Linked DNA regions of Mus musculus: region 1 is linked to region 2. A link is a contact called in public Hi-C data. All regions are on one chromosome and are shown on one strand. The core of a region is the stretch at or near the end of the contact, and the rest is flanking DNA. Distances in the headings are between cores, read along the strand shown. Region 1 overlaps Grm5 (glutamate receptor, metabotropic 5). Region 2 holds the start of Grm5 (glutamate receptor, metabotropic 5).

Region 1 (2,888 bases), core at 243-2,742, 180 kb before region 2:
CTACAAACCTCTAATCCTAGCACCTACAACATGCAGACAGAAAATTCAAAGTCATTAATTCAAATAATTTCAAAGTCATTATCCTTGTCTACATACCCAGTTTGAGAACAGCCCAGGCTACATTTGACTCAAAAACTGAATAAAGGTTTAAAAAAAAGAAAAATAATACACATCATATCATTTTCACATAGAAAAAGAGAGTAGAGGTTCTGGCCTCAGCATATCCCTCAATTGGATTCTCCTGCTTTACGAATTTCCAAGGAAGAATAATATTTCATCTGTAATTGATCAGTTTGCTAATAACAGAAGATGAATAACTGTCTGATAAATAAAAGATCTCTATTATTCACATAAGACTGAAGAATAACATTTTTTCCTTTTCTTGGCAGTAGTTGTATATATTTTTCTTTACTCAAGAATAATGAACAACAACAATAAAAAAAACAACAACAACAATGAAAAACAAAGTTTTATGGAACCATGAAAAAATTAAACATAAAAGATGATTGAAAAGTTCTTTGTTGAATTGTTCAAAAATGATATTGTTCTAAAAGAAATACCAAAGTGATTATTATCCAAGTGAGTCTTGCTATTCAGATGTAAAACAACTAAAGCTTCTTTAATAAGATTTATAATTGTTTTGCCATTAACTTTTACAAAATAAGGGAATTCTCACATTTTCCCAAAGATAAAAGAATCAATAATTATAATGAAGCATTAGGGATGACTACCATGATCTAATTTTGCTAAAATCTTAATATAGTGAGACTTATATCAAAATATATTGAGACATCTAACAAAAAGGAACAAGAGCAGGAAGAGGGAAAGTGACAGCATGCATAGATTTGCTCTCAACACTCCTTAAAATAATGCGAATTTACAGCAAAATGTAAGCATATATGTTGCTGAATTTTAAGACATGTTTTCAGGGTTCAGTATGGATTTGATTTACACATCAGTGCTATTGGAGTAAGGAAAGTTTCTAGGTCACATTAAAATAATTAGTGCCAAGTTGAAATGTAATTAATTGACAGGGGGAGGGGAAGAGAGAAGCTCTTTATTCACTGTTTCTATTGCAGAGGTCCTTAGCTAAATTCTAGTCTATTGATAAAAGATCTAGATTCCTCATTATCTAAAAAAGGAAATTACTAATTTATAGTAGATAAATTAATTAATTCTTGATTAATTCTTGATTCCATTTGTAGAGTTTTTAATTCAGCAACATGGATGCTGTGGCAAAGGCTCACATCCAAAGACCTTCTAGGTCAATATGATCCAGCTAGGATGAAAATACACACCGTTTTCCAATGTGATTTAGCTATAACACACACTTAGTACACACCTTTACTCCCTAACAACAAAAGTAAGGTTAATTTGTAGAAGGAAACAGCCATGTTTGAAAGTGATGGCTACTGTGCTGCTCAGGGAAGGCAGAGGCTGCTCTAATGAGGGCTGTAGCCAGTGAGAGTCAGTGAGAGCTCTCATGCCCTCTGGGCCAGTTGATCTGGCTGCTGCAGGTGGCTGGGGGAAGCAGAGTCTCTCTCCCATGCCCATAACATCTATCAGCAGATGAGAGGTGCAGGCAGCTCTCCTGTGTTCACATTCTGGCCAGCTCACCCAGTCCAGCTTTATTTTTTTTAACTCAATAGTAAGACTATTGAGTTAAAAAAATGTCAACAATTGTCAAACAGGGTTGCAAGTTATTTAAAAAACTTCTACACATAGCGGAAGTAGATAACTTAGAGAGTAAATTACTTGTAAAGTAGAAGAAAAATCTCTGTAAGTTATACAACTTACAAAAGATTAATGCCCAGAATATGACCTGGGGAACAAAACTAAACTAATCAAACAACCCACTCAACAAGTGAGCTAATGAACAAGAGAGTTTTCAAAAAGAAGAAAATCAAACTTGTATTAAACATATTAAAATGGTTTAATCTCACTGGCCATCACAGAAATATAAATTAAAACTGTACTGTGGTTTCATTTTAATCCCATTACAATGGCTAACAGTAATAAAAGCAAGGGCTATCCATCATGGTGAGTACTTGGGGAAAGAGACAAAGAATGGAGAAAGAGAAAGTACACACATGTGGATACACACATTGTTTTTATTAATTTCATGTTATCCATGTTTTTTCTATAAATACATAAATTTACATGTGTATGTATATATGACACTAAAGCCAAACTGTATAAGGAAACTAAGAGGACTAACAAGAACTAACAAGAACTGGGTAGGCAGGCCTAGGATACATACAGTGTCCAATATTTACTTGTATAAAGATGCCTTTATGTTATACAATATCATGCAATATGGATATATATGATGAAAAAAAATTTAAACTGCTGTAATTTTTGCAACTCAATTTTTATTGGCAGTAGGTAGAATTTTTCAGTATCTCTATAAATCTCACCTTGATTTCAATTTGTAAAATAGCCATTTTAAAATATATTTGAATCAATTTTGCCCTCTTTTATTACCATTGCTAATTCTGCCTGTGAAAAGACCTCAATTTAAGTGCTACCCCATGCGTAGTGCATAGTGATAAATTGCTTGGAATGGCTGTTTACATATTGTGGATGCTCATGAAATATTTGTTCACTATATTAAGATCTAAGTTTCTGTCTCCCTTAATTTGTAATTATTTGCAAAACATCTAACAAGTGTATTTCATTTAATTAAAATACAAGTTTAAACTATTTACATATCCCATTCACACAAAAGTGGTATGACTAATTACTTTACAATTCCTTGCCTCATTCTTTGCACAGACTTTCTTCTCAGAAGGCTGAAACATTGCTGCACAAAATACTTATTTAGTGTTAGCTTCACAGCATTCTGAATAAAGCCCTCTTTGTCCATAGGTGGTCTGGATGACCTTAGC
Region 2 (2,942 bases), core at 73-2,572:
GTTCAAGGTCACATATTTTCCTAGACAATGGCCTAAGGGCTTCTCAGGGTGTGACTGAATGAACATTGGTACCAAATCTGACAGACCCAACTCTCCTTGCTATACTACCACACATAGCTCATGGAGTCTGTTCAACTCCCCTCTCTTTCCTCTTGATCTCCATGTTCTTCATTATCATCCTTTATGAAAGTTCTGTCAGAAAATTTAAGGTTAAAAAAAATCTTCCTTTCACTGCTAGAAATATATAATCTTAGCTTTAAGGGTCCAGACGTGCTGATACATCTCATAAATGGGTTAATGATTCCAGAGAATCTCTTGGTCCTGGTGTTATAGTCATTCAAATGTCATTTTAGAATTGTAATACAGTATTTAAAACCATCCATAATCTTCTTCCCTGTCTCATTTTTGGGGTGCAGCATCAGCAAGTGTGCTTACTACAGCCCAAACATCTAATATCCTCAGAGATCTAAAATTCTCCTCCCTCGCTAAGTGCATGCTTTATCATTGCACATGTACCAGCATGAGACAGAAGGGGGGGGGGCTTTATTGGTTTTATTTATTTTTTTCTGCCACTGATTATTTTAGCTATTTTCTGTGGAAACAACCCCACTGAAATCCTTCAGTTAGGTGAATGAAAACAAAAAGATATTCAAAAACCTCCCATTTAGCCATACCACATTAGCCCAGGCTCCTGACTCTAAATTCATGTCTAATTTATAGAGCACATGTCCTTGCGGGGTGACTTTCTTAAACTTGCAGGACCTTCTAGTATCCCTGGCTTCACCTGTCGTCCACCTGCCCACCACCTGCCCTTCTGGGTCCCTTTAGTCCAAGCACCCGCCCCTTGCTCGCTCACTCTCCATCCCTGCACTGGGGGAGGGGCTCCGGCGGCATCCTACATCCCTGGTAACTCCACAGCTGAGAGAAAGAAAAACAGCGCTATGCTTACCAGGTGCGCTCCCTGAGCCTTGCTCCTCTGGACAGCCGCTCCTTTCAAGCTCCCTGCGCTTTCGTAGCGGCCTTGGCTGCTGCAGAAGCGCTAGTGGCTGCGATCTAAGCTGTAGTGGCAGCCAGCAGAACGGCTGCGGGCCCGCGGTGGTGGCGCTCGCTCTCTCGCGCCAGCGCCTGGAGCACGTGCTGCGCCCGGGCAGACGCAGCTGGAAGCGCAACGCTGGGTTGGCTCCTACTCTTGCAGAGTGCAATTGGGGGCGGCTGGCTAGCCTTGGATCAGTGAGTGAACACTGCTCCTAGAGCCTCTTGGTCTCAGGGTTCAGGCCAGGGCAGTCTTGGACTTCCTCACTACCTCATTCCCACCCAGAGATGGAGAAGCAGGAGCTGTGCTGGGAGGCGTGGGTGGCATGTCACTCAGAGAGAAGCTGGAGAGCAGGTAGATAATCAGCTTCTCTCTGAAGATAGTACGAAACTCCTGACAGTTATTGGGAGAAGGGGTATTATTGCTGGAAGACAGAGAGAGGAGTAGGAAGAAACAGAGAGACAAACACAAGACTGAGAGACACAGAGAGAAGAGAGAGAGAGTGACACAGACTGTACTTACACACACACACACACACACACACAGAGAGAGAGAGAGAGAGAGAGAGAGAGAGAGAGAGAGAGAGAGAGAGAATGAGATTCAGAGAACTGCAAGTACGGTTCAGAAGCCCGAGTGATTAGAAAGACCAATGTATTTAATGGTCTTGAGTCATTAATAATGTCATTTTGCATTTGTCTGCACTTCTTAAAAATGTTTCTTCCTACATCCATTAAAAGTCTTTCCCTGTGGGACTTAAATGTTTTACTTCTTCCAATTGCTTGGCATCCTTTTCTTTGATACCCCTAGTACTGTCTATGGACATCAAAAATGCTAAGGTTACCTTCACATTATATCTGAAAGAAAAAGAATAAAAGGGATCCCTATAAATTACTTGCATGGCTTAATTTAAACAAAAGAATAATTGGGTAATATTATTATTGCCTGAGCAAATTAAAGGAGCCAGGTACTTTCAGTAGCTGAATTAATGATTAAAACATGCACAACACTGAAGTCAAGGACACCAGTTATTAATAACTACTAATGTTTGTCAGTGGGTCCTTGACAACAAGGTAGTGTTTCTTTGATTACTTCGGTGATATAATAGTAAGGAACGGAAGAAGGGAAGTATCCATTTAAAACACTATGTCAAGCATTAAAAGACATTTGCCCATATGTGTGTATTATAGCCCATTTACAGCAACACATTAGAACCAGACTCCAGGTCCACCAACAGATGAATGGGCAACGATGTTATATATACATATAAAACTTTTATTCAGCTGGAAAGAAAACTGAAATTATGAAGTTTACAGGGAAAAAAATGATCAGCCTCAAGTGTATAGCATTAAGTTAGGTGGTCTAAACCCAGGAAGACAAAGCCAGTGTGGTCTTTCTCATGTGCAGATCCTAGCTTGTAATGTGTGCATGTGAAAATATCTGTAAATGTGGACTGATCTTTAAAATACAATCAGCATCACCCCCACAAAATTACTAGAAAGGAAACCAAAAGAAGGGAAAAGGGGTACTAAAGGAAGAAGAGATCAAAGGGCACATTTGCTATGAAAATGAAGAAAGGGGGTAGAGTATCAGAGGGAGTGGGAAGTAAGCAAAAAAGAAGAGGGTGGGAATCTGCTAAAACACACTTTGTTTGAAAACTGATTAATGATGTCTAATACCTTGTGTTATTTTAAAAGTTAAAAAGTAGATCTTCTTAAAGGTATTCATTTTCATTTTTCCATGTCTAAAGACATTTTTAGATACTTGAAGTACAATATGTGAATTTATTCTCCTCTCTTTTTCTAGAGTTTAAAATGTCCGTTTGTCCAACATGAAATTTTCTGTACTAGGTTGATTCCAGTTTTGATTTAGGTCCTTTTGTGAAAAAATGACTGAAGAACTTAGAGAATCT

The links. A called contact is a pair of places that touch in the nucleus more often than the background predicts.
Region 1: a contact with region 2 is called in a Hi-C map of neural progenitor cells, with 6 times the contacts expected there. The contact joins the enhancer-like site here to the promoter of Grm5 in region 2. A contact is called at or near these places in 3 of 484 Hi-C or Micro-C datasets (the G1E-ER4 cell line, cortical neurons and neural progenitor cells) and 1 of 9 other capture datasets (adipose tissue).

Annotation. Positions count from the first base shown.
Region 1 is chr7:87,762,610-87,765,497 of GRCm38.p6, reverse strand. All of the region lies in intron 3 of Grm5 (glutamate receptor, metabotropic 5), which reads right to left. Among named protein-coding and RNA genes, the nearest start is that of Grm5, 180 kb to the right of the region's middle. Within about 2 kb of position 1,492, at least 4 of the 459 cell types and tissues checked have an H3K27ac peak or open chromatin away from gene starts, as enhancers often do. A contact at or near this core is called in neural progenitor cells, where this site is marked.
Region 2 is chr7:87,582,548-87,585,489 of GRCm38.p6, reverse strand. It overlaps Grm5 (glutamate receptor, metabotropic 5), which reads right to left and starts at 1,322. Exons shown (of 11, transcript NM_001143834.1): 1 at 950-1,322.